Linked DNA regions of Mus musculus: region 1 is linked to region 2. A link is a contact called in public Hi-C data. All regions are on one chromosome and are shown on one strand. The core of a region is the stretch at or near the end of the contact, and the rest is flanking DNA. Distances in the headings are between cores, read along the strand shown. Region 1 holds the start of Art4 (ADP-ribosyltransferase 4). Region 2 overlaps Gucy2c (guanylate cyclase 2c).

Region 1 (2,828 bases), core at 27-2,526, 110 kb after region 2:
GGGAGCACCTCCTCTTGGTGAGCGAGGGGCTGGAAAGTACACCCCTCTTGGAGGTGGGGAAACAGTTGAATGTTGTCTAGAGGGTGCCGAAAGGAGGCTCCCTGGCTTCGGTCAGCTCGTTAGTGAGAACTGTATCAGCATCACCTACACTCAACCATTTCTGGGCAAAACAACGATGCTTTTCTCATGAGCAGCACTCACCAAAAGGCAAGATTCTGCCCAAGGCCAGCGTTGTTGGGGGCGGAGCTAGAGAACACACGGTTTGGTATTTTAACCGTGTGATTTATGATGTCATGCTGTCTAGTTACATACAATCTAGAGTCAATTTTACAGACTGATTGGATGATGTGAACCAGTGCACCAGATTTTAAAACAAGCTTCCATTAATCCAAGCCAAGAATCACATTCTGTCAAATATCAAAATGAACTCTGACACATTTTTAACATGTCTCCAGATCTCAAATGTTTCCTGTGTCACCCATTATCATTAGCTTATTTTTAGTTTATAGATATTTAAAATTAGGATACTCCAAATGTGTGCTATCTGTATAAAGCGGTTTTGAGTTAAACAGGTTAGTCTACATTATTGCCCCGGTGGAATCATTGCTTTAATACTTAAAAGAATCGGGAAAATAACTCAATGGCACTCACATCAATTATGCCAGATTTATGACTTAAAAATTTTTAATTTTTATAGCAATTTTCCCTGTCACTCTTTACTAACATTGTTTATTCTTAGATTGCCAGTGGCTAAGTTCTTAGCAATTAGGTGGCCCCCAGGTGAATAGCCTGTTGGTGCATCGTTGATCATGAGAGACCAACTTTTCGATAGCCCCTACCTCAGTGCTCCCCGCGGGTGTCTGCTGGACCCAGAGCAGTAGCAGCAGGGTGAGCTGCCCTCCTGGAAGCCACAGCGCCATCCTCCTGTCTGTAGCACTTGGTAGACACGTTCTCTTAGATCTACTGGTCAGTGGGCAGCTTGGTGGTTTGTGTCAGCAACACTTCTTTATTCTGAAAGCCTCGTCCCAGAATACGCTCTAGAGTCCTCCTTTGGCATTTTCTTTTCCGGCTGTGTCTGAGGTTCTGCTCCTGCCGCAACTGTGACTTCTGTTGAATATCAACAACCTCAACAACCGACAGTTTCCTCCAAGGTAGAAGTCTAGCGCCTTTGCAGTGTTGAAGTCTCCGCGAAAGGGCCAGATGTGCGCGGCACAGAATGGTTTTCAGTGTAAAGAAGGCAAAAACCGTCTCTCTGTCTAGTCGGCATGCAGGGGAATGCCAAGGGTCTGTTCAGGGTCAGGCTGTGCAGTTCAGCCTTGCCTTTCCCAGATCGACAAGAAAAGGCATGCTCCAGGAGTACTCGGGCCAAGTCCCATTATCTGCAGCCCCAGGCTTTCCCTGTGAGCCACTGCAGTGGCACATGAAGCGCAGCTGGGGAGATGCGATCTTAAGGTGGACCTGTGTCAGGCTCATCTGGCAGTGCTGATAGCCCTGCCCTGGAATGATTGCCCTCCAGCAGCACAGGCTTTTAATGTTGTGTGTTCTTTGCTGCCTCTCCACGGTGTGTTTGAAACATCCCCGTTCAGAGACGGGGGCTGTTGGAGTCACAGCTTTGAATGTTTATTTCTTTTGAGAGCTTCAGGTTTTCTATCTATTGTAATCTGCAATGAGGCCCGCAGGCAGGAGTTAAGTCCGACTTTCCACTGTTAACCACATTTCCTGCTCAAGTCTGGCTGTCCTTCCACTACTCCCGACCTTTCAGAGTCTGCTGGCTCGCAGACGTTGTTTATGTTCCCTGCCTCTTATCTAACTGTGACAAGAACCAAATTCCGTTCTTGGGAATTGTGGTCCTGCTTTCTTTTTACCACGTTAAATATTGGTCTGTCTGAAGTTTCCCAAGTCATAGAAGCATAAAAGAAGGAACGCTAATTATTCAAAATGATTGCTTGGAGAAAGCCACTATTTTGATTTACATTTTGGCTTTATACCCACAACACACACACACACACACACACACACACACACACACACACACAGAGCAGAAGTGAAATCACAAGACTTTGTATACTGTTTGTTTCCCATTAATGTTTTATTTATTTATTTGTTTGTTTCTCACAAGTGTGTGTGTGTGTGTGTGTGCTTGTGTGTGTGTTCAACTTGAGTGTCTTCCTACCCCTCACTCTCCACCTTAGTTTTTGATCCGGGCTTTCAGTGAACCTGGAGCTCACAGATTTGGTAGTGGATTGAGAAGCCCCGTGTCTGCGTCCCCATACTAGGACTGCAGGCGCGTGCTGCGTTTGTTCTGTTGTTGCTCTGCCTGATGAGTTCCTGTGAGCTGCATGGCCAGTGCCTTCCCAGCAGAGCCGTCTTTCCAGCCCTAATGATTAATTTTTCAAGGGTTTTTTTCAAGATAGTGTCTCATATATCCGAGGCTGGTTTTGAACTCAATATGGAACTGAGGCTGACACTCAATCTTTGATCCTCTGTCTCTATCTCCTGGGTACTGGAATAGCAGGGGTAAGCCATCATAACCTGTTTCTATGGTACTGGGGGGTCAGACTGCCAGGCCTTTATGCTAGACAAGCACTCGACCAATGCAGCTGCATCAGCAGCCAGCACTGTAACATTTACTATTAATGTGTGTGTGTGTGTGTGTGTGTGTGTGTGTGTGTGTGTGTGTGTGTGTAGCTCGAACTTGCCTTGAATTCTTGATTCTCTGTCCCTGTCTCAGGAGTGCTGGGATTACAGATGTGCTCAAGAGCTCCAAACTTAAGATAAAGCCATGTTTACTGTTTCCCACTAATACCTAATACTTGACAAAATTGACT
Region 2 (2,900 bases), core at 49-2,548:
ACTCCACACTGTGGCATCATACACCCCCATGCCAGAGCATGAGTCTGAGCCACTCAGGTCATTTCAGTCCCTACCTGCCTACATAATGAGCACCCCCTGTGCTAGACATAATGACCATAATTAGATATTTAAACATGCTATTTAAATGAAATCAGTTCATTGTTGTTTAGACAGGGTCATACTCAGTAGTCCAGGCTGGCCTGGATCTCATTTTGTGGCCGAGGATTGCCTCAACTCATGGTAATATTCCCTTCGGTATTCCCAACACTGTGATTACAGATGTGAGCCACCTGGCTAAATGCAGTTGTTTAAAATTCAACCGCATTTTCATTTTGCTTCTCTGTTAAGTCAGGTTCAGGCTACTTCTAAGGCAAACCATCTGTGCCCTCTAGTGGCTATTCTGGTTGTTGCATTCTGCCGGCTTCTCAAAGAATGTACAGTGAACAGCAGGGTGATTTCTAAGTCCTAGGACAGTAGGGCTGGAGGGAACTCGGTAAACAGGCTGCTTTGCTAGAGGAGAAAGCTTTTAGTTGTAATCAAAGCAAACTGACTCATGTTAACGCAATTGTCTTTGGCTATGCTACCCTGGACCTGCCTTTTCATCTAAATTAATGGTTTTAGTGCTGGGTCCAGTGTGTGTGTGTGTGTGTGTGTGTGTTTGTGTGTGTGTGTGTGTGTAATTAATATAATATAATATATCACTATATTATATTTAATAATATTATATAACATTATATATTCTTATGATATTAATGTTACAATATATATTGTAGATTATATAGAATAAATTACATATTGAATGTATTGAATATATTGAATAATTGAATACATAATTATTCAATTATTCCAGTGCAGTATGCTTCAGCAACAGGTATCAGTGACTATTAGACCCCAATCTTGTACAGTATGTTGTAAAAAGACACATGAACAAGCAAATGTGGCGTGAGTACCGTGCAGGCGTCACACAGGGCTAGACAGATCCTTTCCTGAGGTGCTGAGCAAAGCTGAGGAGAGGTGAGATCCAGCAAATATTCCTTGCTTAAAACATTGAGTCTGTAGCAGTAACAGGATAAAGTACACATTTTTATGTCTATTCAATTTTGCTGATTTTCTGACTTTGTTTTCTAGGGGGTCCCGCTTATATGGAAACCATCTTCAAGACAGGGTTCGAATGTGGATGGGTCTAACCAGAACTCACTGGGCTTGTAAAACCCAGCCACAAACCTGGAGAGTCTAGGCAAGATGAGAAGAAAAGATAAACAAGCTAACTGCCTACAGCTTGCGCGGAAACCACATCGAGAGAAGGAAACTCAGCAAGAACGGCTTACCCAGCCCAGGAACGTCATTGGGGAGCTTGTGGTTCTTCCAGATGAAGTTGGGGTTCTCAGCCACCGGAATAGTTTTGTTTTTGTGGGTGTCATACTTCATAAGAACCTTGTACTGTGTTGGAGCCATAAACAAAGGCAAAAAGAAAAGAAAATCATGAGAACATTTTAGAGCAATGTGTGATGAGGCTGACTGTGTGTGTGTGTGTGGCTTTGGGGACGTGATCTCGATCTCTTAATCCTCCTGCCTCAGCTTCCCAAATTTTGGGATTACAGATATGAGCCATCATTACCAGTTGTTAATTAAGCCTCTATGAATAAAGCCTTCACGTGACGTTATCTGCTAATGGAAACATTATTACAGGCTATCTTTGAATTAGTGCTCTAGGTATTGACAATGCTGTGTGCAATATGTTTGAAACAGGGCTACCTTCTACAGTCACTATCCTTCCCTCAAAATATTCTCCATGGGAAATTTACATTTAGAGACTTGAGTCTGAAGGATAGAACCTATAGTTGCATATATAGAAGGTCAAAATTAGCCTGTATGCTAGGGTGTGGCTTATCAACTCTCTATTGATACCTACCCTGAGTATAGACTAGTATTCTGATAGCTCCATGTTTTGAGAGCTAATTGCTAGGTTCTCCCCAATACACACACTATGTACTGAGGTTGGAAGCAGTCAAATGCTGAGAAGTTTGACCAAATTTGTTTTGGGAGACCTGTGTAGGGAACAGTGGAAGTGTGGTGAGGAAAGGTCTCTCACACACGTCTTTGTGTCTCTTCCGAGGACAGTAGGGTCTTCATCTCTTTGGATGAGCATGTGGGTCTCTTTGTGTGGTTCCTGTTAGTAACTGAAGCATTTGGGGGATATGACACAAAAATTTTCCATGGCATGTGTATCAACTTTATATTCCTCTTAAAGTTTCTCCCTCCCTCCCTCCCTCCCTCCCTCCCTCCCTCCCTCCCTCCCTCCCTCCCTCCCTCCCTTCCTTCCTTCCTTCCTTCCTTCCTTCTTTCCTTCTCTCCCTGCCTTCCCTCCCTCCCTTCTCTTTTTCCCTCTTCCTTCCTTTCTTTCTTTTTTCTTTTTTTCTTTCTGTGTCTCTGCCTCTTTGCCTGTCTCTCTCTCCCTCTCTCCTTCCCTCCCTCCCTCTCTCCCTCCTTCCCTCCCTCCCTCTCTCCCTCCTTCCCTCCCTCCCTCTCTTTCTCTCTCTCCCCTTCTCTCTCTCTCTCTCTCTTCTTTTTTTCTATTTGGGAGGTGGGTATACATATCATTCATGTGGTGGTCAGGGGACAATTTTCAGGAATCCAATCTCTCCTTCTACCACGTGAGTCTTGGGGATCAAACTCAGGCTGTCTGTTTTAGAGTTGAGCACCCTTACCCACTGAGCCATCTCACTGGCCCCCAAATATAGTATTTCATTAAAGGTCCAATATAGTAACAAAAACTATAGATTCTGAAATGCTGTCTCAAATTTCTGGTGTCACTTTCTCAGGATGGGCATCTTTTCTGTAATTTTTTACATTTGCCATTGTAGATGTCTCTCAAAAGGCAGTGTCAATATATATAGACC

Evidence for each region. Hi-C and Micro-C count contacts between places; a contact is called where the count stands out from the background.
Region 1: a Hi-C map of the Ba/F3 cell line shows a contact between it and region 2, with 2.5 times the contacts expected there. The contact joins the promoter of Art4 here to the enhancer-like site in region 2. A contact is called at or near these places in 2 of 39 promoter capture datasets (the C10 cell line and embryonic stem cells), 16 of 484 Hi-C or Micro-C datasets (B cells, the Ba/F3 cell line, the C10 cell line and 11 more), 1 of 115 datasets of contacts at active chromatin or transcription factors (memory CD8 T cells) and 1 of 9 other capture datasets (liver).

Annotation. Positions count from the first base shown.
Region 1 is chr6:136,856,324-136,859,151 of GRCm38.p6, forward strand. It overlaps Art4 (ADP-ribosyltransferase 4), which reads right to left and starts at 1,277. Exons shown (of 3, transcript NM_026639.2): 1 at 840-1,277. The coding sequence starts at 920.
Region 2 is chr6:136,742,588-136,745,487 of GRCm38.p6, forward strand. It overlaps Gucy2c (guanylate cyclase 2c), which reads right to left. Exons shown (of 27, transcript NM_001127318.1): 10 at 1,329-1,440. Among named protein-coding and RNA genes, the nearest start is that of Gucy2c, 38 kb to the right of the region's middle. Within about 2 kb of position 1,299, at least 62 of the 459 cell types and tissues checked have an H3K27ac peak or open chromatin away from gene starts, as enhancers often do. A contact at or near this core is called in B cells, the Ba/F3 cell line, LSK cells and 4 more, where this site is marked.